Linked DNA regions of Sus scrofa: all the other regions are linked to region 3. Evidence: chromatin contacts called from public HiChIP or PLAC-seq data. All regions are on one chromosome and are shown on one strand. The core of a region is the stretch at or near the end of the contact, and the rest is flanking DNA. Distances in the headings are between cores, read along the strand shown.

Region 1 (4,344 bases), core at 649-3,148, 170 kb before region 3:
CAGAGGATATGGAAACTTTCATGGACATGGAAGTGAGAATCAGGTGGGCCCAGCTCAGAGCAGTCATGAAAGAAACAGGCCCGGCCCGGCAGAAGAGGACAGATGGGCAGGGAGGAGAGGCTGCTCAGCGCTGCTGGGGAGGGAACATGCCAAAGCTTGTCTGGCCTAGTCAGGGATTCTGGGTGACACTGTTAGCAAATGACAGCTGACATGGAGGCGGCATCGCAGAGGTTAATGGATGACTCAGAGGCATTATTTATTATTGTTATTTTTGCCCCCGCTCATGTGGCTTATAGAAAGTGCTTTGTCAAGATTTGCAGGCCCAGCCATGTATAGATGATCTAAGACTGGTTCTTGGGGGGAACCCCTGTTGATGCAGCTGGAAAGCAGCCTGGGAGCAGGGGGGACTGAAAGATGGCTGAGGGGCACAGAACCAGGACGAAGAACGAGGCTCTGGACCCCTCCATACTAGGCGGGCAGCTCCAAGTCCACAGGCTTGAAGAAGACGGGTCAGGACAGGCTCTGCTGCCAGACTGCGGAAAAGCCATGAAAATTCTTCAAGGTGACCTGGCCCGGGTTGGCTTAACATAGCAGCCGGCCCAGTGGCACATTAATGAATTGCATTATCCCCGGAACATTTGCCAAGGGACTGATGTCTCCAGGATTCACTCAGGGTGATTGGTGACTGTATCAACTGAGAGGGTACAAATTCCAAGCCATCACCTAGCAAGTTCAGTATATGTGAAAAAGCTGGGCTGTTCTCCATAACGTGATGAACTACTCTAAGGAGAGCAAGACTGCGATTTTTTTTTTTTTCCCTTTGGATCTCTCTCTCCATCTAATCTGTCTATTGCTGAAGACAAGGTTGGGTCAGGCAAGGAAAGAAAGCACTTACCTGGATATGCATTGAATATAGACACAGAAGCTTTTGAGAATCTTAGAATGTTTTCTGTTATTTATGTGTTTGTCTCATTGTTTTTTTTTTTCTTTCTTCCTTTTTATTTATTTGTTGGTTGGTTTTTTGGTCTGGCCCATGGCATGCAGAAGTTTCCTGGCCAGGGATCGAACCTGAGCCACAGCAGTGACAACTCTACATCCTTAACCACTAGGCTGCTAGGGAACTCCCTCTTTCTTTCTTTTTAAAGAGCCTTCTTTTAGGTTTGGAAATCCCAAAGTGTGAGCAACCCTATTACGACTTGGATTTTGGCTTCTGAACACGCACGTTAATATGCGACTATATGCTCAAATGATTTTTGCGTGAAATTCACCCAGGCTTTCCAGGAACCAAGGAATCCAGCAGAGGGTTTCGTGAGAGCTTGCATGCAGGCCATGAATAAGACCATTGAGCAACTTTCTTGGGCTATAAATACCTCTGCGGCAAGCTTAAGAATTCAGTGAAATCCAGGGGGCACACGCATCTTTGAGGGGACAGACCCATGTGGAAGAGGGCCAAAGTCAAGACATGCTTTCCCTTGGGCACCATTTTTTTAGACTGCTTGTGGTGGGATTGGCCCGTGTCTCTCTGCCCACACAAACTCTCAGCTCCTAGCAGCTCTTCTGGAACATCTGGGACTTGCAGCAGCTGGGCAAGTGGAGTGGTCCAAAGGAAGAAGGGACTGGTGATGAAGAAGGGCCAGGCTGCCAAAACTCAACTGAGAAGATGGCCAGCATGACCCCCCCTCCTTCTTAAGGGCCGGAGTTCCTTCAGAATGAGCCAGATCCAAACAGGGCCCTCCCCGACCTGTAATGCACAGCTTAGCAGAGGGTCTTAGGGAAAACCGCAGTCCAGGCTGATGCTGCAGGGAAGTCCAGGGATCTTTCAGCCAAAGGGATTGGCTAGGGGTGAGGCTAGGCGGGAGCAGAGCTTGAGCTCATGGTACCAAAGGGACACAGCCTTAAGGACAGCACTTCCAATCACATGATAGCATGACAGGAAACAGTAAATGGAGAAACCAATGAGAAGGCCCAGGACACTTCTTTGGAAAAACCCAAGAAGGCCTTGAGCACCAGCCAGGATTCTACAAGGGCTATTCACATTTGGCTGGAGGCCGGCTCTAGGGAGAAGTCACAATCAAACACTCCCTGGATGTGTCTTCAGAGGAGTGATGCACACTTCTGAGCTCCTCTGGGGCCAAGCGAAGCCCCAAGGTCCCAAGGTCCCCAAGTAAACAGAAGACGGCCTCCCACACTCCTGGCGCTAACACGCAGGAAGCTGCTGGCCTCTGGCCCCTTATTGGCTGGGCCACACCTCTCATGACAGCCTTCTTGGCCTTACAGGCCCTAGTCATCCCAGCTGGGTTAAGAAAAGGTAACAGAGTAAGTGGAGAATTCAGGGCACTGGGCGGAGTTCAAAGATAGACTTCATCAGCGTAAGCAGCACTTTCCTGTTTTTAGGGCATATAATTACAATGTCTGCATTCAGCTTGGGATCCAGCTTCCTAGACTGACTCAGTCCACAGCAGCCCCTCCCTCCCTGTCCTTCTCCAGGACATGGATTGCCTTGAATCATTCTTAAATGTTTCCTGTATATACCACATTCTTTCCATTTTCCTAATCCTACGCTGTGCCTGGAACGAAACTCAGAGGCAAGGAAATAATGGCCCCTTCTTGTCCTCAAGGGGACTTACAGTCCAGTGAAAGAACAGGCATGCAGAGAATAACGTTACTGTGACAGCACAGAGGTGAGAGACCCAAGGCCGGCTTGGCTGGTAGGCTCCACAGGAGGAGAAATGGACCAAGATGTTACCCAGGCGACAGTAGGTGTGACTTGATACCTCACACCAGAAGTAGAAGCCAGGTGGAGAGTCACTGTGGAAAAGCACCTGGAAATCTAAAACCAGGGGAGCCTGAGTGGCCAGAAATGGAAAACTCAAGTGGGGGCGGCAGGGGCTGGTGTTGGTGGGGGGGTACACAAAGCAGAAATCAGGAAGCAGAGAGCTGAGACCAGTGAAGCGGAAGCTGGGGCTCTTGCCTAAAATTGCTACTACTCACAGCTTGGGGGGGGCGGGGGTGAGGCCAGGACTAAGCTTGTAGATGGGTCAGCTAGACTGCAAAGATCAGGGGCAGGATGACAAGAGATAGCAGATTTAGGAGATGATTAGGAGGCAACTGATTATGAGGCAGGAAGGAGAAGGAAGCATCTAAAATAATCCTGAGGTTCTAGCCTGGAGGCGGCCTGGCAAGGCGCCTGGTAACATAAACCAGCAGACTAGGGGAGGGGCAGGCTGGAGAAGGAAGGGGCTGGTCCCTCTGGGGCAAGTTGAGTGTCAAGGTTTTCACGGGGTGACCCAATAGACTGGTTAGGGAGTCACTGGAAATACAGCCTCTGTACCCCAGGATCCGGATCAAGACTGGAGACTGCATCTGGGGGTCATCCGCCAGGAGTGTAGACGGTCACCACAGAAGGTGATTGGCAGGTCCCAAGGCCAAAACATAGGGATCCTGCATGTCCCAAGAGCGGCTCTGAGTATGAGAGAGCCATGTATTGGGGAGGCGGGGTGGGTGCAGACGCTGAATCTCAGAGGCAGGGAAACAGGTGGAGGAGGGGACCTTGAGGCCATGAAGGTACCCTTCTTCAAAAACGAGCTTGATGGTGAAGGGAAGGCATGACATGGAGCAGTCATTTGAGAGGGGTTTTTTAGAGCAGGATGTCCTTGGCATGTTCCAAGGACATGGGAAAGGAGCCAACAAGTAGACAGCATTGAAAGTTCAAAATAGTGGAAATGATGGCAGGGAGCAGGAGGTCTGGGGGAGGGGCTGGCGAGGGGTCAGGTGGCAGAGCATCCTTTAAAGGGCCGCAACCCTTCATTTTCAGAGGCTGAGGGAGGGCTTGCAGGATGGATGAGAAGCTGGGCAAGGTGGTAGTGCCATCAAGCAATAAACACACCACTGCTCCTAGGACCGTGTGTGTGTGTGTGTGTGTGTGTGTGTGAGAGGGGCGTGAGAGAGAGAGAAAGAGAGATCTCAGATTATCAAGGCAAGGAGTTCCCACTGTGGCACAGTGGGTTAAAGGATCCAACATTGCTGAAGCTGTAGCGTAAGTTGCAGCTGCAGCTCAGATTCAGTCCCTGGCCTGGGAACTTCCATATACTGAGACGTGACCATAAAAACAACAAAAAAGATTATCCAAGCAAGTCTTTACAAAGCGCTGAGTACCAGTCACTCTTCATCTCTTGAGAGCTGGGCTGTGCCTTTAAAGGTTATTTGTATTGACCTGGCACACTTTGCCAGAGTGAATTTAATAGGAATAAGATGAGGAGAAGAACTCAACTTACAGTTGAAAAATAATAATTACTCAGTGAAAAGAAAGGATATTAAAAGAAAGAAAGCGTTTCCTCTCTTTTA
Region 2 (3,916 bases), core at 647-3,146, 150 kb after region 3:
AGGCTCATCTGGGGTTTTGTCTTTTATTCCACTTTTACGCACAAGTCTCTGTAAGCGCTATTGCCTCCCTGGCCTTGCCTTCACTGCCAGCACTGCTGGGGAAGCTCAGGGTCCTGCCCTCGAAGGCTCCCAGCCCGGCACAGTCCAGCTGCCTATGGCACAGAGGTACCCACCCCAGACTCTGCAGCTCCTCCAAGGAGATGTGAGGGCACTGGGCAGTCCTGGCCTCAGCCAACCAGGCCCTTCTCTTTGCCTCCTTATTTCTTCTTTCTTTTTTTTTTCTCTTTAGAACTGCACCCATGGCATATGGAGGTTCCCAGGCTAGGGGTCGAATCGGAGCTGTAGCCACCAGCCTACACCACAGCCACAGCAACATGGGATCTGAGCCACGTCTGCAACCTACACCGCAGTTCAGGGCAATGCCGGATCCTTAACCCACTGAGCGAGGCCAGGGATCAAACCCACATTCTCATGGATCCTAGTCGGGTTCATTACCACTGAGCCACAACAGGAACTCCCTGCCTCCTGATTTCTGGTTCTGCTGGGTGGACGTGTATGAGAAAAGTGACTCCAGTCCCTTCTAAGAGAAAGAAAAGCGGTGCACTGGTGTGGGGGCATTGTGTCCCTGAGTCACACAGAGCCAACGCTGAAAAGCCTCATTTCCTCTGATAGGTGGCCCTTGGGAGCGGTGACAGAACTTGGGCCCGAGGGGGCCAGGACTGCCTTATGGGCACGACTGTTAACACACAGCACAGAAGACCTGAGAAGCGGAGACAGGCTGCCTCCCACCAGCCCTGCTCTCCAAAAAGCCACTTGGCTCCAACGTCTCATGACTTGTTCTTAGAGTTACATTTTAACTGACAAAGTTTAACAACAACTGTGACTTATGGCCTTCTAAAATTGGCAGCAGAAAAATGAACTGAGGAAGTAATGGAAAAAAACCACAAGTGAAGCCACTCTGTATTATGCACAATTTCTGTTATGGTTTTTTTTCCTTTCCAGGCGTGTGTGTGTGTGTGTGTGTGTGTGTGTGTGTGTGTGTGTGTTTTCGAATGGTAGAAAATATTTTCCAGATACGCCGCCCTGGCGTTCCCAAGCACATATTTATGCCAAATTTATAAGAAGCAGCTGCAGACAAGGTTGACTGAGAGGATTGCTCTGCTGTCTGGCTTCCAGAAGGTGCTTCTGCTCCTCATTCTGTCACCAGGGCACAGACTTACCTCCTAAAACTCTCTAACCTTCTGCATCGTTCCCCCAGCAGGAAGACAAACCCACGGCACAGCATGACCTGGAGGGATGTGGGGCCTCGCCCTTCTCAGCATCCACATCACACTTTTGATCTGCAAGGTGCTTTAGTGACCAGTACTTTATCATTTTTATTCATTGGAACTCCTCCTGCAGACGCAGGAAGTGTTCCAAGGCGCCTTTCTCGAATCCCTGGATGGCTTGGAAGGTAGGGTTGTTGGAGTCCCATCAACATCATCGGGTTCTGAACTGCTTGGAGCAGATGGTGGAGCCGCAGTGGGTGAGCCTGTGTCAAAGTGCCTGCATCTCCGAGACTCTCCAACCTCCTCCCCTCGCCCCTCCATGGCTCTGCCTGCTGCTGCCTGGTCAGGAGCTCCAGCCTCCTGACCGAGCAGAGACGTCGCCCAGGGACGCTGCCCCCCTGCACCCAACGCCAAGCTCTCCCTGGCCTGGGGCGGGGCCTCACGCCTCCCCCCACCCCACCACGGCCTTAATGAGGATGAGAATAACCTGCTCCGTGGCTTTCCTGGGGGTGACTAATGGGTTAATCCGGGGAAGGCCCTTTGAAGATGAAAAGCCTGATGTAACTCAAGGGTTGAAGGCAGGCACCTGCCCCAGCCTGGGCCTGAGTCAGCAGAGTGACCTCCTGCCTGCAGGCGGGCTGGGCGAGCTGGCCCAGTCCCCATTCAAAGTCAGGGTTGGCCAACCCCGTGCGTGTGTGGTGTGTGTGTGTGTGTGTGTGTGTGTGTGTGTGTGTTGTGTGGGCCTCTGGGAGGTTGGGAACTGTGTCTCCTGGGCGTTTGAGTGGTTGAATAAACCTTCAAATGGCTCTGCCAAGAGGGCAGCACACATCCTCATCCTAGAGAATATCAGTTAAGACAGTATTTCCTGGCCATTGTTAGGGGAAAATGCTTTCCTTTTTATTTTCTTTTTCTTTTTTTCTTTTTTCGGACCGCACCTGCAGCACATGGAAGTTTCTGGGCTAGGGGTTGAATCAGAGCTTTGGCGGCCGGCCTATGCCACAGCTACAACAACTCAGGATTGGAGCCACATCTGTGACCTACACCACAGCTCACAGCAATGCCAGATCTTTAACCCACTGATGGAGGCCAAGGATTGAACCTGCATCCTCATGGATACTAACCGGTTCTTAACCCACTGAGCCACAATGGGAGCTCCCAGGAAAATGCTTTTCTCACAGGGCATTCCTCCCAAGAGGTGCCGTTTTTCTCCTGCCTTTGGAAGAAGGAGCTGCGGCAGTGGTGGGCAGCCTGGGGAATCTGAGGTCGGGGTGTAAGGGAGGCGGGCGGCTGTGCTTTCAGCTCTCCAGCTCCTGATGTTCTAGTCTGCCCTGCATTCACATCTCCCAAGCAGAGAAAGAGGCAGCCAGAGCTGAAAACCAGAGGCCAAAAGCAGCGGATGAAGCGAGTGTCGTCCAGGACCACGCCCCCTCCCACCCTTGACCCGGTACAGGGGGATTTGACGCAGCGGCAGCTGGGAAGCCAAGAACAGAAAGCCTTTAAGCCACGCAAACTGATGCCAAGATTCCGCCACCCGGGAGCCCGTTTCCTGCGCTCTGCACATTCCTCCCTTCCCCCCCCCCGCCCCCACCTCCAGTGACCCCTCTCCACGCAGCCTCCTTGCACGCAGCACTGGTTTCTTCTTTCTTCTGGAACACAAGTCATGCGGCCAGAAGGAATGCAGGCACTTCTGCTTTCTCTCTTAGGTCCCCATTTCCTTAGAAGTTTTTCACTGCCCTTTCTCCTCCCATAATTTGCCCCGAACCCTAGAGGCCCCCACAACACACAGAATGATAAAGATACGAAAATAGGATGCAAGGATTGGCAGCATGAAGGCAGGAAAGAGGGCAGAGGGGGCCACTAATCTTTTTGCACGCAGCCAGGAATGGACGGGGTGGGGGGCATAGCCCCTGGAACAGGCTATGAAAGGATTCCGTTCTGTTCTGTTTGGAAGGAGATGGGTGGAAATGACAGTTTGGAGAGGATTAGAACGGGGAAAACGGTTTCAGGGGAAGCAGCCTCTTTTCTCCAGTTCTAACAGTGCCATCTAGTGGCCATGCGAGCAGGTGCAAGGCAGAGTCTCTGGACAGCCCCAGCTGACCCCGCGAGGGGAGGCATCCTGGCTTTGCAAAGGGCGCCCTGTTGATTGACAGCGGCCGGCCTCTCCCGGCAGCCAAATACGTCTCCCTGGAAGGGTCTACAAAAAACTGGGGAAGATAGTGCCTCAAGTAAACCCATAATAATGCCAACGGAGGAGTTTACACTGTTGCACAACTGAATTGGCGGCGTCTTGGGGGCGTTGGGACGCAGGTTCCATCCCCGGCCCGGCACAGTGGGTTAGAGATCTGACAGTGTCTCAGCTGCGGCTTAGGTCGAAACTGTGGCTCAGATGTGATCCCTGGCCCGGAACTCCATATGCCACAGGAGGGCCAAAAGGAAAAAAAAAAGAAAAAGAAATGTATTTTGGAGTTCCCATTGTGGCTCGACAGATTAAGAACGCAACACACAGTGTCCATGAGGATGCGAGTTCAATCCCTAGGCTCGCTCAGTGGGTTAAGGATCCACGTTGTGGTGAGCTGTGATGTAGGTGGCAGATGTGGCTTGGACGCCATGTTGCTGTGGCTGTGGCATAGGTTGGTGGCTACAGCTCC
Region 3 (3,915 bases), core at 375-2,874:
CATTTTTGTCATCTGTCACAGAGAAATGATAATATGCATCAGAGATGAGTCACAGGCAGGGGGTTGAGGAGTTCGACACACCCGGGCTCACCTCTGGGTCCCCCCTTCCAGAGTGGGTGGGCAGGAGGCTCACCCCAAGGCTCGTGGCTTGCTTTTCACTTGGAAAGTGCTTTATGATTTCTAATCACTTTCGCATATGTTTTTTTCATTGGAGTCTCACAAACTGGGGGCAGGTGTTATTAACCCCATTATTGGTGGGAAAAACGAGACATGAAATGACCTCAGCAGGGCACAGGGTGAGTCAGCTTCAAGGCTGGGTGTGCAGGTCCGTGACACGACATCGAGAGCTCAAAATAGGCCAGTTGCATGTTGCCCGGTTTTAGAAGAAAACTGATGATAGAGAAGAATACTCCTTCCTGGAAGAGGAATTCTTCAATTTCTCTTAAATGCCTCCAGATTCCTCCTAGCTTCCTATTTCCCTGGTTCACTAAAATCTATCTGCTGGCCACACCTACCGCTCTGATTCTGAGAAACCTCGAGAAGCTTCTCCACAGTGAAAAGATTGCTTTTCCCCAACACAGCGAAAACCCTGGAAATGGTGCAGGCAGCACTTCAGGAAGACACAGTGACAGACCCTGGAAACATTTGACTCCCATCGAAGGAAGCAATTGCAGATTCAGGATACACACCAGACTCTTCCACAGCTGCATCAACAAGCACCATCGGGGAAAAAGTCAAAACAGCCCAGAAGGCTCTGGCTGCGGATCCCAGGTACCTACATCAGCCAAGCCCTGGAAGGAAGCCACTTCCAATGTTCGTGTTAAAACAATGCTGCAATATTTTTTGGTTTCCACTGAATAATAGCTGTCAACAACTCAGGAAGGCTGTGGTTTGTTCCAGGTCTTTCTTCTTTGCAAATGTTCTTTTCTAAACATGATATTGCTCTTTTCAGCAAGGCCAAAATAAAGGCACGCACAATTACTCCAAAGGGGTAAATATTTCCGCGTTATGTTCAAGCCTTTGTTCTGTTTCTACATCTGAGAGGTCAAAGGTCCTGTATGGAGCAGACACAGTCCTTAAGTGCATGGTGGAAGGAGGGGCTTATAGGCTTCTATGATCTTCTAGAAGCCTCCATGGGTCTTTACAAAAGTCTTGGGTGGAGTTCCCATTGTGGCTCAGGGGTAATGAACCCAACTAGTATCCATGAGGCCTCCAGGTGATCCCTGGCCTCACTCAGTGGGTTAAGGATCCGGCGTTGTCGTGAGCTGTGGTGTAGGTCGCAGACATGGCTCGGATCCCATGTTGCTGTGGCTCTGGTGTAGGCCGGTGGCTACAGCTCCGATTCCACCCCCAGCCTGGGAACCTCCATATGCTGCAGGTACAGCCCTAAAAAGACAAGAAAAATAAATAAATCAAAGGTTTGACAAGTTTATTGGGCTGTTCTGTTAATATTTAAGAGTCGCCCATTCCATTCTTTTTGCCTAATTCCCATCTCCGCGTTCAAAGCGCCTGATTTGCTGAGGGCCCTCAGGAATTACAAACAGCCCCCCTCGGCCAGGCCTGGGTCTGAGCCGTCAGCCTCGGCAGAGTCGCTCTGCACCAACGCCTTTCTGTTGCAGAGCCCGTGAAACTCTCTGGACATTGTCTCTCACGTCCTTTCATCTGGACAACACGCTCCACCCCAAAGTGACCTGACCTATGAGATCACAGTAAAAAGTCAAGAAGTAGTTCTTAGAACTCTTTGCTCAGCGGGCCAAAGCTCCCAGCGGTGTCAGTCAGTGATCCAGACAAACATGTCACAGAGGAAACGGCGGCCAGGCTCGGCGCCTTGAGTCAGCTCCTCGGCTGGCTGACAGGCTGGACGATGGTTCAAGGGTCCAGCTGTGGGCACATGTCCCTCACCTGGGGTCCAGAAGGACTGCCGTATGGAAATCACCATGGGGTATGTTGTGAGATACGGTGAAACCAGAAACCCAAACATTGCTGGAAGGATTTCTCCTTTCTAGTCGTGAAAACTTTTCATCTTTCATCCATTAACATTTTGGAACACTTACGTCAAAGTTCTTTTTCCATGAATGAGATATATTATCTTTCCAATGCTTTGCCCAGAGGCAAACCCCAAAATAACAACTTCAGCTCAGGGACCATGTGCCAGACATGGTGGATCTCTTGTCATCTCCCCAATAGCTCTGCAAGGACTCTTATCGCCACTGAAGATAAAAGGGAACTGAGGCTCAGGGAGGTTCCCTAAGTCACAGAGCTAATGAGTGGCAGAGCCAAAAGCAAAGCCAGATTGGCCTCACTCTGAAATCACGGTACCTTCAAAAAGAGAGGTGAAATGTCAAAGACTCACACTGATGCCAAGTTCATTTAAAACGCCAAGTACCTGGATATTTGCAAAATTCTGGGCAGTTGTTTGAAGTGTTTTGCTCTCAGAACAGAGGCCATTCCAGTCTCTAAACACTTCATGCTTCTTGTGGAGTGACTGGCACCCAGTAGGCCCTCAGGAAGGGCAGCTGCTCATAGACCTCAAAGTCAAGTGCCATGTGTTGCCTGGATGCGCCCTCCTTCAATAATTCTGTGAGCAGGCTGACAACAAACCACATGAAAGCAAGCTCACATTCTTTGGAAGACGGCTGGTCAGAACACGGCAACACCAAGGCATCAGGTTTCCCCACCATCACAGCCTCCATATGGTACTCAGAACGCTGTCTGGGCTCAGGCGCAGTGCTGGCCTGGCTGCCCTGGTGGCACGGTACGCGGAATTCATTCCTGGAGCATATCTGGTCATCAGGGAGCCCCTCTTCACCAGGCTCTGGCTGGATCTTCCACAAGATCCAAGATGAGAGAAGCTTTACTTGGCCTGGCAGGGAATAGAAAGGCTCAGGGTCCGTCTGCACTCTTCCGATGCCCAGGGAATGGAGAACAGCCCTCCTTGGGGTGGGAGGCGTGTGTGTGTGTGTGTGTGTGTGTGTGTGTGTGTGGTGTGTGTGTGTGTTTTGGGGATGAAAAGCAAGGCCCAGAAGCTTGATCTGTGGATCAAAGACCCTCATCTACACGAGGAGGAGGATGGCACTCCCCTGGCCCTTTCTCGCATCCCAACTCACAGGTGTCAGCCAAGCCTCGACGGTCCTTGAGAGTAATCTCTCCCAAATCACAAGCAAGCGTATCAAACAGGCCAAAGAAATGACCTTGAAACACAAGCGGTTCTGAAAGATACTCTAATTCAGAGGATCTCCAGCTCTACTGTGCATCAGAATTCCCTCGGGGAAGTGGGGGGCAGGGGGCTTGTGAGAACAGATCATGAGCCCCACCCCACCCCTGACCCCTCAACTGCAGGGCCTGAGAATGTGCATCTCTGACAAATTCCAGGTGATTTTGTTTTTGTCTTTTGTTTGTTTGTTTTTTGTTTTTTGAGGGCTGCACCTGTGGCATATGGAGGTTCCCAGGCTAGGGGTGGAATCAGAGCTGTAGCCGCTGGCCTATACCACAGCCACAGCAACGCGGGATCTGAGCCACGTCTGTGACCTACAGCACAGCTCACGGCAACGCCGGATCCTTAACCCACTGAGCAAGGCCGGGGATCGAACCTGCAACCTCATGGTTCCTAGTCAGATTCGTTAACCACTGCGCCACGACGGGAACTCTAGTTCCAGGTGATGTTGATGCTACTGGTCCAGAGGCCAGAGTTTGAGAACCATTGTTCAAATTATTTAAGGAAAACAATATAAGGGCATGAGAACACTGCTCTGAATAAGAAGGATATTATTATCAAATTCCTCGCCTGTGTCAAACCCTTCACTGCCTTTGATATTTACAACACATCCTGCCAAGGAAGAATGAAGATCCCTGCTTTACAGACTAGGAAGCTCAGACACACCTACCACTGCACAGCTAGTAACTGGCGGAGCTGAG
Region 4 (4,273 bases), core at 1,271-3,770, 210 kb before region 3:
TAAAATGCCCCCTTGAAATTCCGGAAACCTGCCAGAATGCTGGGAAGAACGGGTAGAAAGAAATACAAAAGTCAGGAAATAATCTAGTTTTTAATTCAACAGAATCAATGTTTCTTGTGTATTTTTATTTGCTTTTTTTAAGACAGTTGGCTTTTGGTTTTAGTGTGTGTCTAGCCTTGAAATCAGCTCTGCAGAGAAATTCCTGGTTCTGCGGAGGGTCCACCAGGGTGACCTTGAACCATAGGTCCCAGGCCCCCAAATGTGGGCAAGACAACACAGCCCCTAGGCAACAGAGGAACCTCTCGGGCGAGTGGTCTTGAGACACAGGGGGAAACTTGATGAGCAGCAGGGATTCTCAACTCTAAAGATGACAAATCCCTACCCTGGCCTGAGCTAACGGAAATGAGGCAAACACAAGCAAACTAAAAACCAAAAACCTGTCATATTTCCCCATAACTTCCTTTAGATCTTAGTCCTTACATGTGGTAAAAAGAGTTTTAAAAAATATTTTAAGTAGTTCCCGTCATGGCTCAATGGTTAACGAACCTGACTAGTATCCATGAGGACATGGGTTCGATCCCTGGCCTCGCTGAGTGGTTTAAGGATCTGGCGTTGCTGTGAGCTGTGGTGTAGGTTGCAGATGCCGCTTGGATTCTGCATTGCTGTGGCTGTTGTGAGGGTACAGCTCCGATTCAAGTCCTGGCCTGGAAACCTCCATATGCCACAGATATGGCCTTAAAAAAACAAAAGACAAAAAAAAATTTTTTTTTTTAAGAACTGTGTCAAAAGAGCTGTGAAAGTACTTATATCCCTTGCTCTCGAAATTCTGCTTCTAGATAGCTGTCTTAGGAAAATAATCATAAGTATATTATCAAAAGTGATTTATAAATAAGTATGTTGGCTGAAGCATTATTTATAATATAGAAAAAGTTGGAAACAAAATCCATGTACAAAAATAAGAAAATGGTTAAATAAATCATAGTCCATCTATGTGACGAATGCTGTATACATATTTACAAATCATATTTTCAGAGATAGTTGTTGATAAAGGAAAATGCCCAGCATTGAAAAAGGCAGATTCACAATGAAATAGTCCACATAGTTATAATTTTAAATGTGTAAGTTTGTCTATGTATATGTATAGAAAATGGTTGAAAAGAACTACACCAAAATGTTAACTCATTATCTCTCGTGGCAGGATTATGAGGTTACAAGCGATTGTTTCTGGTTATTTACATTTTCTAGTATTTTAAGATTTTCCTACAGTGAGCCTGTATTACTTTTTAATGTCAGAAATATTAATTTTAAGGTTCTTATATTTATGTATATTCCTTTAAAATGATAGACTCTTTCTCCATAAGTCAGAAACCTGGACACCGAGGAGTTCTTACTATGGTGCAGTGGATTAGGAACCTGAGTGCAGTGGCTTGGGTCACTTCGAAGGCTCGGGTTCTATCCCTGGCCTGCTACATTTGGTTAAAAGAATCCAGCATTGCTGCAGCTTGGATTCAGTCACTGGCCTGGGAACTTCCATATGCCATGGGTGCAGCCATTGAAAAAAGAAGAAAAAGAAACGTGGACACCAAGTTTTGGCTTTAATGTAGTGAGCTGGAGAATTATGATTAAATACTATTTCATTGATGACTCAGTCAATGAACGAATATTTACAGAGCCCGTGTGAGTCACTCGACCAATGCTTATCTACCCCCTTTTATGTGCTGGCCATTGAATGCATGCCCAAAATGAAATCATGCCCATCTTGTCTGGACAATGATGGCAAGAAGATCCTGTTATGGGTACTCGTGAATGTCACATATCACTGAGGAATGAGACATGCCTAAAGGTTGGGCACATTTGCCCAAGCAAACTGCCAAGGAATCTAAGCCTTGCCCAAGTGTGTAAGACCCAGGCTCACCTGCTCGCCCAGCCTCACTGAAGCATGGGGCAAAGTTTTTGCAAGTTCCCATCATGATCTCCTGGATGCCTCATTTTCTGTTGTTTTGTCTCGGAAGGAAGTTCGGTTAGTCCAAGAGGCTTGGTTTGTTATACAGCTGTACAGCTCTGGACTTTCATAGCCTTCTCTTTAAGCGCTGACAACTTGATACTTTGATCAATGGTTGTTATATTTCTCTGTATGTTAGTTGGACAGGCTGATGATTTCCAAAGTCAATCCCTTCTCCTCTCCCTTTCTCTCTCCAGTTTACACATTTCTGTTTTCCAGTTGCTTTATCTACGTCTTCTAAGTATCTCAAAGTAGGAAAAAGCAGGGGCCCTGGAATTCTCCTGCCCAGTCCCTGAACAGTCGTCAGGGCTGGCTGTGCCCTTGCGTCACAGAGGACTGCTGTATGACGCCGGTGGCCTGTGTTCAGGACGTGTTGCCAAGGTCACTATAGTTTGTTAACGGGCAGCTGCCACTGGAAAGCATGCGCCTGACTGGCAACATTTCCCCACTGTTGCAGAGAGCCTCTGAGTGGCAGGGAGGCATCTAAGCAGGTGGTTTCTGCTGCAAAAGCCACCCGCCCTGGATGTGCCTTCTTCCCACTGTGGCCTTTCCCAGGCCTGGCATGTGGCTTTCCCAGACACTCAGAGAGGCCACGTGCCCATTCACATGGCAGCAGCGTGCCTGGTGATCACACTGCACATCCCAGGTCTTTACCTGTAAAGTGGCTGTTTTCCCAACCCTCCCTGCTCTTGGGAAAATGAGAGTCATTGGCAGAGATAAACATTTAAGCCTCGCTGGGAGATTTCCTGGCCCAGTGGGTTAAGAAGTGACTTTGGGATGGGGTGAAGGGGGAAGGAGTTCCCGTTGTGGCTCAGCTAGTTATGAAGCTGACTAGTACCCATAAGGATGCAGATTCGATCCCTGGCCTCACTCAGTGGGCTAAGGATGCCACATTGCTGTAGCCGAGGTGTAGGCTGGCAGCTGCAGCTCAGATTTGACCCCTAGCCTGGGCACTTCTATATGCTGCAGGTGCAGCCCTAAAAAGCAAAAATAAATAAATAAATAAAATGCCATCTCTATTTTTTGTGAGCTTCATGTTTTTAAAAACATGTGCTTAAACTTCTCAAGCCTCAGTTTCCTCACGGGAGGCAGGGGGCATGTTGCCCTCTGACCCCCTGCCTGGCTCATAGGAATCGCTCATTAAAGGGCAGCGCTGACAGATATTACACGTTCCATACATGACGAGGTTCCCACGTAAGGAGTGTGGGTGCGCGCAGGAGTCTGCCGTGTGCGAAAGGAGGGTGCAGTTGATGAGACTGACTTCCAGAGTTGCCGCAGTTCAACTTGTTTTTCCTTATGAAAATGCGAATGTGCCAACATCTCTTCTATATCACATGGGGAGGAGACTTAGCTTTTTCTTTCAGTTTTTCATCAGTTGAAAGAAAAGCTCTGGTGGCAGTGAGCCGTTGTGGAGGTCTGTCTGTGAGCTGGGCTGAAAGTACAAACCAGCGAGACAGTGAAATTTTGTGTGTTCCTTAAGTAAGCCCTCCTCCCGCTGCACTAGTAAGGTGATGTTCATTCCAACCTAGCCCCTCCATTCGTGTTTTGCTTTGTTTCTTCTCTTTCCAAGTAAAAGTATCTTTAACAATGGTTCAACTGTTCAGAAATAGAACAACTATGAGACGACTTTTAAAGGATATGAACTAATACTAATCACACAATATGTAATAATCACACATCTATATATGGCACCTATTAGCATGGCCACCGTGAAATCCCATCTCTCTTTGAGAAAGTAACCGTTCTAGAGAGTGGGGTTCTGGGCCATTGAGAGCTTGACGTTCAAAGCAAAAGAATGAGGAGTGAAGGAAGAAAAGGAAGGGAAAAGAAAGGAAAGGAAAGACATTTTGAGCAGAAAACTTTCTAACGTGTAATTCAGGAGTTCCCGTCGTGGCGCAGTGGAAACGAACGCGACTAGGAACCATGAGGTTGCAGGTTCCATCCCTAGCCTCGCTTGGTGGGTTAAGGATCTGGTGTTGCCCTGAGCTGTGGTGTAGGTCGCAGATCCCGCATTGCTGTAACTGTGGTGTAAGCTCGTCGCAACAGCTCCCATTAGACCCCTAGCCTGGGAACCTCCATATGATGCAGGTGCTGCCCCCCAAAAAGGCAATTCAACCTCTCCAGCTTTCTGAAAGAGTCTGGAGGCTTTATTTAACATCTTTTTTTCTTTTCTTGGTCCTGACATTGTCATAATGAGAACCCGTTCTGATATTATTGTATAATAAAGTCGTGTGCTTAGGCAGTGGAGGTAGATGGGTATATATGCAGACA
Region 5 (4,173 bases), core at 1,418-3,917, 240 kb before region 3:
AGTACATACCTTTTGTCGTCAAAAAAAAAATAGAAACACAATGTATTCAAAAAAAATCAAAATTATACAGCCATGTTTATGAAGTCTACATTTCCCTTGTCTTGGATATATATATATATATGTGTGTATATATATATATATATTTATATATATGGAGATATATACAATTCAAGCAGTTTTAGTTAAGGGTAATCATTGGGTTTTTCTCAAACCGGAAAGTCAAGAGTCTCTCTCTTTTTTCACTTTCACATCTCCAGCAAGGATGGTTGCAATTTCCCCTTGCATGAAGGCCCAGGGGACATTGGAGCCCACAAGAGGGCATTTTTCCCCACTGGGACAATAGACCTCTCCACTAGCTCCCTGCTGTTTGATGCTTTGTCTGGAGCAAGGGAAGCAGAACTTGTGCGAAGGAACGGACGGGCACTGCACAAAGTGGGTGTCCTCCAGCCGCTCGTGGCAGAGGGTGCAGCACAGCGGGGCACTGGCTGCCAGAGAGGAGTCCGGGAGGCTGGCGGGGTGCACTGGCTCCAGTCCTCCTGTGCTGCCTGCCCCCTGGCCCCCTACCTCTCTGGGGCCCAGCCTTCTTTGGTTCATAGAGGACGGAGACGGTGGACTGCTGCTGTTCCTCCTCGTGGTGGAGTGCACCTGATTGGCATCTTTAGAGGCATGACTGCCTCCAGCATTGTCTGCAACTAAGATCAGGGCTGCCATGGGGGACTGGCCGTTCTGGGCCGCTTCAGGCGGTGTGGTCCGGTTGGAATGAGGTGAGGCAGTGGGTGGTGGTGGAGACACAAAAGAGGATGTAGGCGTAATGGGGATCTTGAGCCCTTCAGTGGATGTGGACAGCCAGGGCTGTGCCTCTCCATTGATCTTAGGGGGCCCGACTTCACCTTCTGGTTCTGGTGAAGGCTTCCTTTTCCTTGCAGTTCTTGCAACTGGAAAAAGAGAAATAAAAGGGAAAAGAGAAAATAAATAAAGGTGCACCGGAAAGGCCTTTTACTAACATGAAACAAAATTCGCTAAAGCATTTTTATTCTCTGAAAGCTGGTAGATAAAAACTCACGTGAGCTTTCAAGAGCACGTGTAACTTAAAACACTTAACTTACAGGGCTGAGGCAGTATGCCACTCAAAAACACAAAAGCCACAGAAAACGATTCCTACACAACGGCCTATTCTGACACACGCAAGCATGTAGCCCGGCTAAACCGGGCATACGACTGCTAACGTCCCCCAGCAGGTTAAAAGGTGACTGGTGCTCTCCTGCTCTCCTCCAAGAATGTGCTGGGAAAGGAAAACCCGGTGTCAGTGCCTATCAGCCCGGTCTGACTCATCTCTGTTGTGCTACTTCAGCACAGGAACACGTTGCCACTAAGCACTGGTTCCGCCTCGGGCAAATCAGGAAGTTGGGTGTTTGTTGTTTCTGGGCCGGCCGGGGGAGAAATGGTGAATGGGAAGGGCACCCCCTCCTCTGCTCTCCGTCCCCTCTTCGCCCCGAGATCACCTCACTCCACAGCCGCCCCTACCTGCTTTAGACCCGTTGGCCCCGTTGGCCTCGAAACCCAACAACCTGCCTGCAGTCAGGGCCGGCTCCTTCTTAAACTTGCTCTCGAAGGGCCCCGAGTGGCCGTGCTGGTGCAGCGCCAGCAGCGTGTCTCGAACCGTCTTGGGCCTGTTGACCCAGTCCTGATCGCCGGGCCCGCGGCCCTTGCCCGCGCCCTCCGTGCCCAGCTCGGCCGCCCCGGCCGCGGTGGTCAAGCTGTCTGCCGGGCCGCGGTGCGAGGTCGGCGGCGGCTGCTTCTCCTTGGCTGCCGCCTCGCGCTGCTCGTGCTCCGCCGACGCGCTGCTCGTCACGGACGCCGGCCGCTTGTGGGCGCCCAGTTCGGCCGGCTGCGCCGAGCCCAGCCCGGCAGCCGCGGCCCCGGACACGGCGGCCAGTGAGGCGGCGGCGCGACCGCCCAGGCCAAGAGCGGCGGGCAGCGGCGTGGTCGAGCCGTTCATGAGCGGCACCAGGGTGGGAGGCACGGCGTGGCCGCGCCGCGGGTTAGGGCTCTGGCGGTTCAGCTCCGGCGGCTCCTCCAGCTTGGAGAAGCCGTTGGGCACCAGGATGCCGTTCACGGGCGGCGGCTGCGGCGTTGGCGGCTGGGCCAGACCGGCCGCCGGGCGGCTACCGCTGAAATCGGAGCCGAGGCGCGGGGGCCGCTCGGCTGCGGCGGCTGCCAGAGGGTAGCGCTCCAGGGCCTGCGGGGCGCGCGCGGTGGCCTCGGGGCCGCCGTGGCCGAGCTGCTGCTGCTGCTGCAGGAGAAGGTCCTTGGCGGAGAGCGGCGGCGGCTTAGCGGCGGCCGGAGCCGCGGCGCCGGGCGGGGAGCGGCCCTCCGGGAAGCAGCCGTGCGCCCGCTTGAGCTGCCGCGCCGTCTCGATGACGAACTCGACGCGGTCGGCGCCCTCGTAGTTGACGCAGCCGCGGCACACGGGCTCCGTGAAGTCCCAGATCATGGCCCAGGGCATGCGGGGCAGGTCACACAGGTAGCACGACTGCCGCCGGGACGCGGCCGCCACCGCCACCGCCGCGGCCATGTCCGAGGAGCCCGCGGCGCCGGAGGAGGAGGAGGGGGCGCCGCCGCTCCCCGCCGGCACCACGCGCGCCCTCCTCCCCCCCCAACCCCGCGTCTCCCCCACCAGCGGCGGCGGCGGCCGCAAAGGCGGCGGCGGCGGCAAAGCCCGCGAAGGATCGGCGCCCGCGCAGCGCCCCCGGTGCACGAGGGGCGGCGGGCGCGGGGCGAGGGGTTGCAGCCGCGGCAGCACGTCCCCCCGGCCGGCGCGGGCGCGGGTGGGCGGCGGGGCGGCGCGGCGCGGCGGGCGCGGCGGCGGCGGCGGCGGCGGGGGCTCGGCCGGGGCCGCGGCGGGCCTCCAGACCGGGGCGAAGACGGGCCGCGCGGGCGCGGGGGAGCGCAGCAGGTCGCGGCGGCGGCCGGCGCGGAGTGCGGGGCGGGGGGCGGGGAGGCCGGGGGGGCGGGGGGCGGGGGGCGGCCGCCGGGGCAGGCTCAGCCCGAGCGGCGGGGCATGCCGCGCCGGGGCGGCGGCGGCGGCGGCCGTGCGGCGTGGAGCTCGGGCGCGGCACGGGCCCGGGTCGCTCCGCTGCTCTCTCACAGCTCCTGGCGTCGCCGCTCTCCAGCGCCCGCCTCAGCGCCCAGCCCGCCTCAGCTCCGCCGCCGCCGTCGCTGCTGCTGCTGCCGCCGCGGCCGCTCCACTTCTACAGACTTGATTCTTCGACAGCCTCGCAAGGCGCCTGCGCGGGCCCCCTCCCCTCGCGCGCGCGCGCCCGCCCTCCCCCGCTCCCTCCCCCTCCCCCCGCCAGAGAACGAGCGCTGCCGGGAGAGCCGGCTCCGCGGCGCCCGCCCGCGGGTCAGCACCACCCGCCTGCGCCGCGGCTCGTGTCCCCGACGTGAAGCCGTCGCTGGTGTGGCTTGCTTTCCTCCACCCGCTCGGCTCCCTCGACTGCTCAGGCAGTTCCTTCTCGTCTAGGGCTGTTTGAGCCAAACCGTGCTAGAACTCATGTTTTGAAAAGCCAGGCCACTCTGTAACCTGGTTCTGTTAGTAGCATCTTGAGGATGGGGATTTTCAGTCAAGTGCTGTTCACAGTTTTGTAAGGAGCTTTATTTGAACTCCTCGGTGAGTGCTTTTACACCCGCATGTCTTGGGAAGGACACACGCGCCGCCGGTCCCCTAAACTTTTACAACAGGAGGGTGCGCGCCCAAGCCTAGGGCCGCGTCCACCCGCCCTTCTACGGAGCCCTTCCGGGAGCGAGCGGGTACGCTGCCCGAGGAGGTTCCGATCCCCCTCTTCCCCAGTCCGCAGCCCGCCGGGCCACGCGGGGATCCCGGTCGCCTGCTGCAGGCCCGCGCGGCGGGCGCGTGACGTGGGCGCGGGGCCGCGTGCGCCGCCACCGAGTGCGCACGCTCCGCGCGGACGTGACTCGGCGCCGCTGGCACTGGCGGCCCCATTGAACGAATGCACATTCCAGGGATCCGGGGTCAGCGGCCAACGCGGCCGCGTCACCGCGCAGGCTCCGCCCCCGCCGCGACTCTGCTCCAGACCCCGCCTCTCGGAGCCAAACTTGGACTCCAGGTGGCGCGCGGCGCGGGCACGAGCGGCAGCGGGGCTTGGCCCGCGC
Region 6 (3,894 bases), core at 667-3,166, 150 kb before region 3:
CAGAGCCAATCGCCATCATGATCTGCTTACCCATGACAGTCTCAACTGCAGCGTTTTAGAGAGGAAAGGAAGCTTTCCCCACCCCTGAAGGTGAGTCCAACAAGCTGAGCAGGACTGGGCTGAGGGGCATGTGTCAAGAGAGAAAGTGGTTGAGTTGAAACTCAAGGGGCCCAACGAAAGTATTTGGAAAGCAGTGTCCCCTTTCACAAACCTGCCAGGGACTGGAGGGCCCTGTCTGTGATGCCACCAGACCCCAGCTCAGTGCCCACCTCCCCAAGTCAGTCCAGAGCACCATCACTCCATTTGGGCAGGAAAAGAATGATTTTGTGAAATCCCGGAGCCCCATCTGTATGATGACACTCGTCCAGTGGGAGGATGGCCTTTCCTGACATAAATGGGATCACTCCAAATCTAGAGAGTCTGTATCCCCAGGGCTTCTCTGCTGAAGAACGTGCAAGGGGCTGAAAAGTGTCAAAGCTACCTCTTTGCCTTAAAGCTGCAAAAGAAGCAAACCCCAAGACATCCTAGTTGAACTTGAACTTAAATTCACCTAGTAGAAGGTGAATTTCTATTTTAGGTAGTCCTTGAGAAGTCACCAGAAATCCAGAAAAGAATTTGCTCTGAGATGCCTCTTAAAAGATTTCATTCAAAGTGGACCAAAAAAAAGGAAAAAAGGTGGCAAATACTCAAAAGAGGGCCACTGACCGACCCAAGGAGAACAGAGGCGTCTAGCCACAGTCCATGTCCCAGTAGGTCTCTCTATGTCCATTAAACAATCAGAGGAGGGGAGCCTCCTCAGAAGCCCTCAAGCATCCCTGCCCCCTCCAGGTGGAGGCACCTCCTGCAGCCCTTGGACGCTGACGAGTGTCTGCTGGTGGAAAGCTGTCCGCACCCAGCACGGCCATAAATGAGTCCATTTCCATCGCCATGAGATCAATACTACTCATTTTTCTCTTGCTGGCTCCCGAGTGATTCATGAATCTGAAAACTAGTTCATGAATCAGAGTGAGGTGGGGGGGCGGGGGCCCATTTGTGCAGTCGGAGAACCTCCATTCCTTTCATGAACCCAGCCGTTAGTTGCATAATGCTTGCCTGCCTGCTGGTTGAAACCAGCCTTGGGGGAGGGGCGGGGGAGACGCTCTTGGCTTCTACTTACTCACCTGGTCTCCTGCTTGCAAGGAAAAGAGTGACCCTGGGTGCTGATTGCGTGTCCGTCTGTCTCAGTGGGTATCTCTGTACCCTTTGTTTGCGTGGCTGTGGGTGTGTGTGCAGGTGCTCGCACGTGTGCAATGGTCTTTGTGCACACATTTTGTGTGTGTGTGTGTGTGTGTGTGTGTGTGTGTGAACGAGCAACATATGACCGGCCTCGGGCCCTTTAAACCTGAATGGGAGCCAAATTCATTTCTCAGCGGAGCTTCATAAGGAAGCACAAGACGAGGCAGTTGGAAACCACAGCCCTGCGAGTGCTGATTACAGCCTGCTAAGGAAAATGAGATTTTTATCTCACAGGAATTCAGTTATAAAAATAAAATACAACGTCTGGCTTGATTCAGCGAAATGTACGAGCACCAGGGCATTTTTAATTTTGCAGGGATGCCGGACAAGGGGAATGACCTAAAACATTGCGTTTAAAGCGAGGCAGAGGCGCGGGGAGCGGCCACAGGAAGGAAGTGGGAGTGGAGGTGTGTGTGAGAGAGAGATGGAGGGAGCGAGGGAGGGCGGGAGGTGGAGAGAGAGGGAGAAAAACCACCCTGCTGGCAAATGAATGCAGCGGGGATGATGTCATTGGAACAGTTGGAGGAGAGGGAGAAAAACAACTCGGCGCTGGGCTAATCCTGTTTGCTGCCCTGAAGGGAATGGATGGCGGCCAAGGCAGGGGGTTCTGGGAAACCATATAAGGGTGCCAAGCAGGCTTTGCCGTCAACATTAGGAACTGACAGCTTTGTTCTTTGTAACTTGGCTGCCCGCCAGAGGCCTCATTTCAGCTCTGCGGCATGATTACCCTGGACGGCCGCCAGCCCCGCGCTGAGAGCTCCTTTTCTTCTCTCCCAGCTTTTTTTTTTTTTTTTTTTTTTTTCTTTCCTCTTTCCCTTTGCCAAACATGCAGCAGTTACCATGGCAGTCGAAAGTAAAGTTTCAAAAAAAAAAAAAAAGCCACACACAACAAAGTCGAGAGGCATGCCTGGGCCCAGAGGTGCCACGGGAGCAGAGGAGCAGATAGAAAAGGCAGGTCACCTATTCATCAGTCCTCCGACGGAAGGAGCAAACACGGAGCGCTGGCTGTCAAGCTCCGGGAGGTGACTCCAGGATAAACAGAGAGGGCCTGGCCCGGCTGTTGACAGAGAGGGGCTGGCTCCCAGGCCTTGTTTTCCTTCTCTTTCTCTCTCTCTTTTCCTGAGGCATTGTGGAGTGCGTAATGTGAAACGGAAAATGTCATGATTTCCACTGGGAATGCATCCACAGTTCTGAGAAAGCTCCAGAAAGCCTGGCCCGCCAAACACTAAAGGGAGCAGGAAGGCAGGGAGAGGGTGTGGACCGTCCCAGCGGCCCCCGGTCACCGAGGTGAACCCAGGGAGCAAAAGCTGCTCAGTGGCCACAGCCCAAGGGCCCTGTGGGCGGCTGGGACACAGACAAGCGGTGACTCCTGGCTGGACTGTGCTGGGGTGCCACACCAGAGCGTACTGGCAGGGGGAGGTGGTGGTGGTGATGGTTCAGTGCAGCGGGAACCAGGCCCACCCAGTCCCAGAGGGAACCTGAGGCCAGGGACGGAGGAGCGCCAGTGGTTTTGCTTTATAAGGGGGACTCTGTGAAGAGTCCAGCCAGCTATTTTTAACAGGGTTCCTGTCTCACCTGCTTGGAAAGTGGAACATCTCCTGGGAGGTGACACATGGTGACCACAGGCAAGTCTCCAGACCGAGAGCTGGCAGGTGACGTAGAAGCGGGGTCTGGGTTGCTGGCTCCCCTCACTGTATAAATTGACACTCCTAGCCCTGGGTGCAGCAGGATGCTGGGAAGGGCCTCTTCTCGTTCTAGAAGTTTCTGCAGCAGGGGCGAACCGGGCCGTTTTGTTGGAGGAAGGCCAGGCTCTGGCAGGGACTGCTCTCCCAGGCCCGCAGCGGCCTCACTGTGAAACGTTTCCTTCTGATGGACCACGCGGGCCCTCTGAGAGGGGTCATGGCCCCTCAGGAGTGTGCGTGCTCACTGCCCCGTCCTGGGCTGGAAGTGGTGGTGTCAGGGAGGAAAGAGCCAAGGGTGCATCAGGGGAGAAGTCAGCAGGAGGACCGCAGCAGCCCCCCTCTCCCTTTATTTTTCAGGGCTGCACATGCAGCATATGGAAGTTCCCAGGCTAGGGGTCGAATCGGAGCTCCATCCGCCGACCCACAGCACCATGCAGCAATGCCAGATCCGAGCTGCATCTGCAACCTACATCGCCCCTCACGGCAACACCAGAGATTCTCCACCTGCTGAACAAGGCCGGGGATCAAACTTGTGCCCTCATGGATACTAGTCAGATTCTTAATCTGCTGAGCCACAAGGGCAACTCCTGTCCCCTAGCCTTAACTGGTGACTCAGAATCAGGAGAGTGGCCCTGATGGGGGCCAGGGTGCCATGGATTTTGCAGTTGCCACCCCATGCAGGACCTGGCTGGGCCACGTCCCTGTGTTCTGAGCTGACTTGAAGGAAAATGCTCCCTGGCGAGTTTCTAGAAACAGCACTGAGTCAGACGGCTCCCTGTCCATTTTGGCATAAGAGAGACTGAGGTCACAGTAATGGTGTGTCTGAGCCTATGAAACCTCACAGCCTTCTGACCCTGGGCGCTCATCTTCCTTCCTGGAGGGGCAGCCTGCAAAGCCACTTCTGGCCAGGATGTCTGAAGCTGCCATGGCACTTTGG

Evidence for each region. HiChIP or PLAC-seq counts read pairs in DNA pulled down with a chosen protein or histone mark.
Region 1: an H3K27ac HiChIP or PLAC-seq map of skeletal muscle shows a contact between it and region 3, with 4 times the contacts expected there. The contact joins two enhancer-like sites. A contact is called at or near these places in 2 of 47 Hi-C or Micro-C datasets (embryonic fibroblasts and epiblast stem cells) and 2 of 2 datasets of contacts at active chromatin or transcription factors (alveolar macrophages and skeletal muscle).
Region 2: a contact with region 3 is called in an H3K27ac HiChIP or PLAC-seq map of skeletal muscle. The contact joins two enhancer-like sites. A contact is called at or near these places in 6 of 47 Hi-C or Micro-C datasets (embryonic fibroblasts, fetal liver, liver and 3 more) and 2 of 2 datasets of contacts at active chromatin or transcription factors (alveolar macrophages and skeletal muscle).
Region 4: a contact with region 3 is called in an H3K27ac HiChIP or PLAC-seq map of skeletal muscle. The contact joins two enhancer-like sites. A contact is called at or near these places in 2 of 2 datasets of contacts at active chromatin or transcription factors (alveolar macrophages and skeletal muscle).
Region 5: an H3K27ac HiChIP or PLAC-seq map of skeletal muscle shows a contact between it and region 3. The contact joins the promoter of IRF2BP2 here to the enhancer-like site in region 3. A contact is called at or near these places in 2 of 5 promoter capture datasets (fetal liver and liver), 4 of 47 Hi-C or Micro-C datasets (embryonic fibroblasts, fetal heart ventricle, heart right ventricle and 1 more) and 2 of 2 datasets of contacts at active chromatin or transcription factors (alveolar macrophages and skeletal muscle).
Region 6: an H3K27ac HiChIP or PLAC-seq map of skeletal muscle shows a contact between it and region 3. The contact joins two enhancer-like sites. A contact is called at or near these places in 3 of 47 Hi-C or Micro-C datasets (embryonic fibroblasts and skeletal muscle) and 2 of 2 datasets of contacts at active chromatin or transcription factors (alveolar macrophages and skeletal muscle).

Annotation. Positions count from the first base shown.
Region 1 is chr14:56,473,960-56,478,303 of Sscrofa11.1, reverse strand. The region is part of intron 5 of LOC102158473 (a long non-coding RNA gene); the gene reads left to right. Among named protein-coding and RNA genes, the nearest start is that of IRF2BP2, 70 kb to the left of the region's middle. Within about 2 kb of position 1,898, at least 28 of the 83 cell types and tissues checked have an H3K27ac peak or open chromatin away from gene starts, as enhancers often do. A contact at or near this core is called in alveolar macrophages and skeletal muscle, where this site is marked.
Region 2 is chr14:56,153,216-56,157,131 of Sscrofa11.1, reverse strand. No RefSeq gene overlaps it. Among named protein-coding and RNA genes, the nearest start is that of TOMM20, 42 kb to the right of the region's middle. Within about 2 kb of position 1,896, at least 54 of the 83 cell types and tissues checked have an H3K27ac peak or open chromatin away from gene starts, as enhancers often do. A contact at or near this core is called in alveolar macrophages, fetal liver and skeletal muscle, where this site is marked.
Region 3 is chr14:56,305,285-56,309,199 of Sscrofa11.1, reverse strand. No RefSeq gene overlaps it. Among named protein-coding and RNA genes, the nearest start is that of TOMM20, 190 kb to the right of the region's middle. Within about 2 kb of position 1,624, at least 22 of the 83 cell types and tissues checked have an H3K27ac peak or open chromatin away from gene starts, as enhancers often do. A contact at or near this core is called in alveolar macrophages, fetal liver and skeletal muscle, where this site is marked.
Region 4 is chr14:56,515,113-56,519,385 of Sscrofa11.1, reverse strand. The region is part of intron 1 of LOC102158473 (a long non-coding RNA gene); the gene reads left to right. LOC110256878 (a long non-coding RNA gene) reads right to left here. Exons shown (of 3, transcript XR_002338951.1): 3 at 3,000-3,434. Among named protein-coding and RNA genes, the nearest start is that of IRF2BP2, 29 kb to the left of the region's middle. Within about 2 kb of position 2,520, at least 10 of the 83 cell types and tissues checked have an H3K27ac peak or open chromatin away from gene starts, as enhancers often do. A contact at or near this core is called in skeletal muscle, where this site is marked.
Region 5 is chr14:56,544,286-56,548,458 of Sscrofa11.1, reverse strand. IRF2BP2 (interferon regulatory factor 2-binding protein 2) reads right to left here and starts at 2,667. Exons shown (of 2, transcript XM_021074288.1): 1 at 1,573-2,667; 2 at 1-935. The coding sequence starts at 2,575. The coding sequence ends at 220. It overlaps LOC110256820, which reads left to right and starts at 2,574. Exons shown (of 2, transcript XM_021073692.1): 1 at 2,574-2,979; 2 at 3,041-3,447. The coding sequence starts at 2,574. The coding sequence ends at 3,447.
Region 6 is chr14:56,450,938-56,454,831 of Sscrofa11.1, reverse strand. No RefSeq gene overlaps it. Among named protein-coding and RNA genes, the nearest start is that of IRF2BP2, 93 kb to the left of the region's middle. Within about 2 kb of position 1,916, at least 76 of the 83 cell types and tissues checked have an H3K27ac peak or open chromatin away from gene starts, as enhancers often do. A contact at or near this core is called in alveolar macrophages and skeletal muscle, where this site is marked.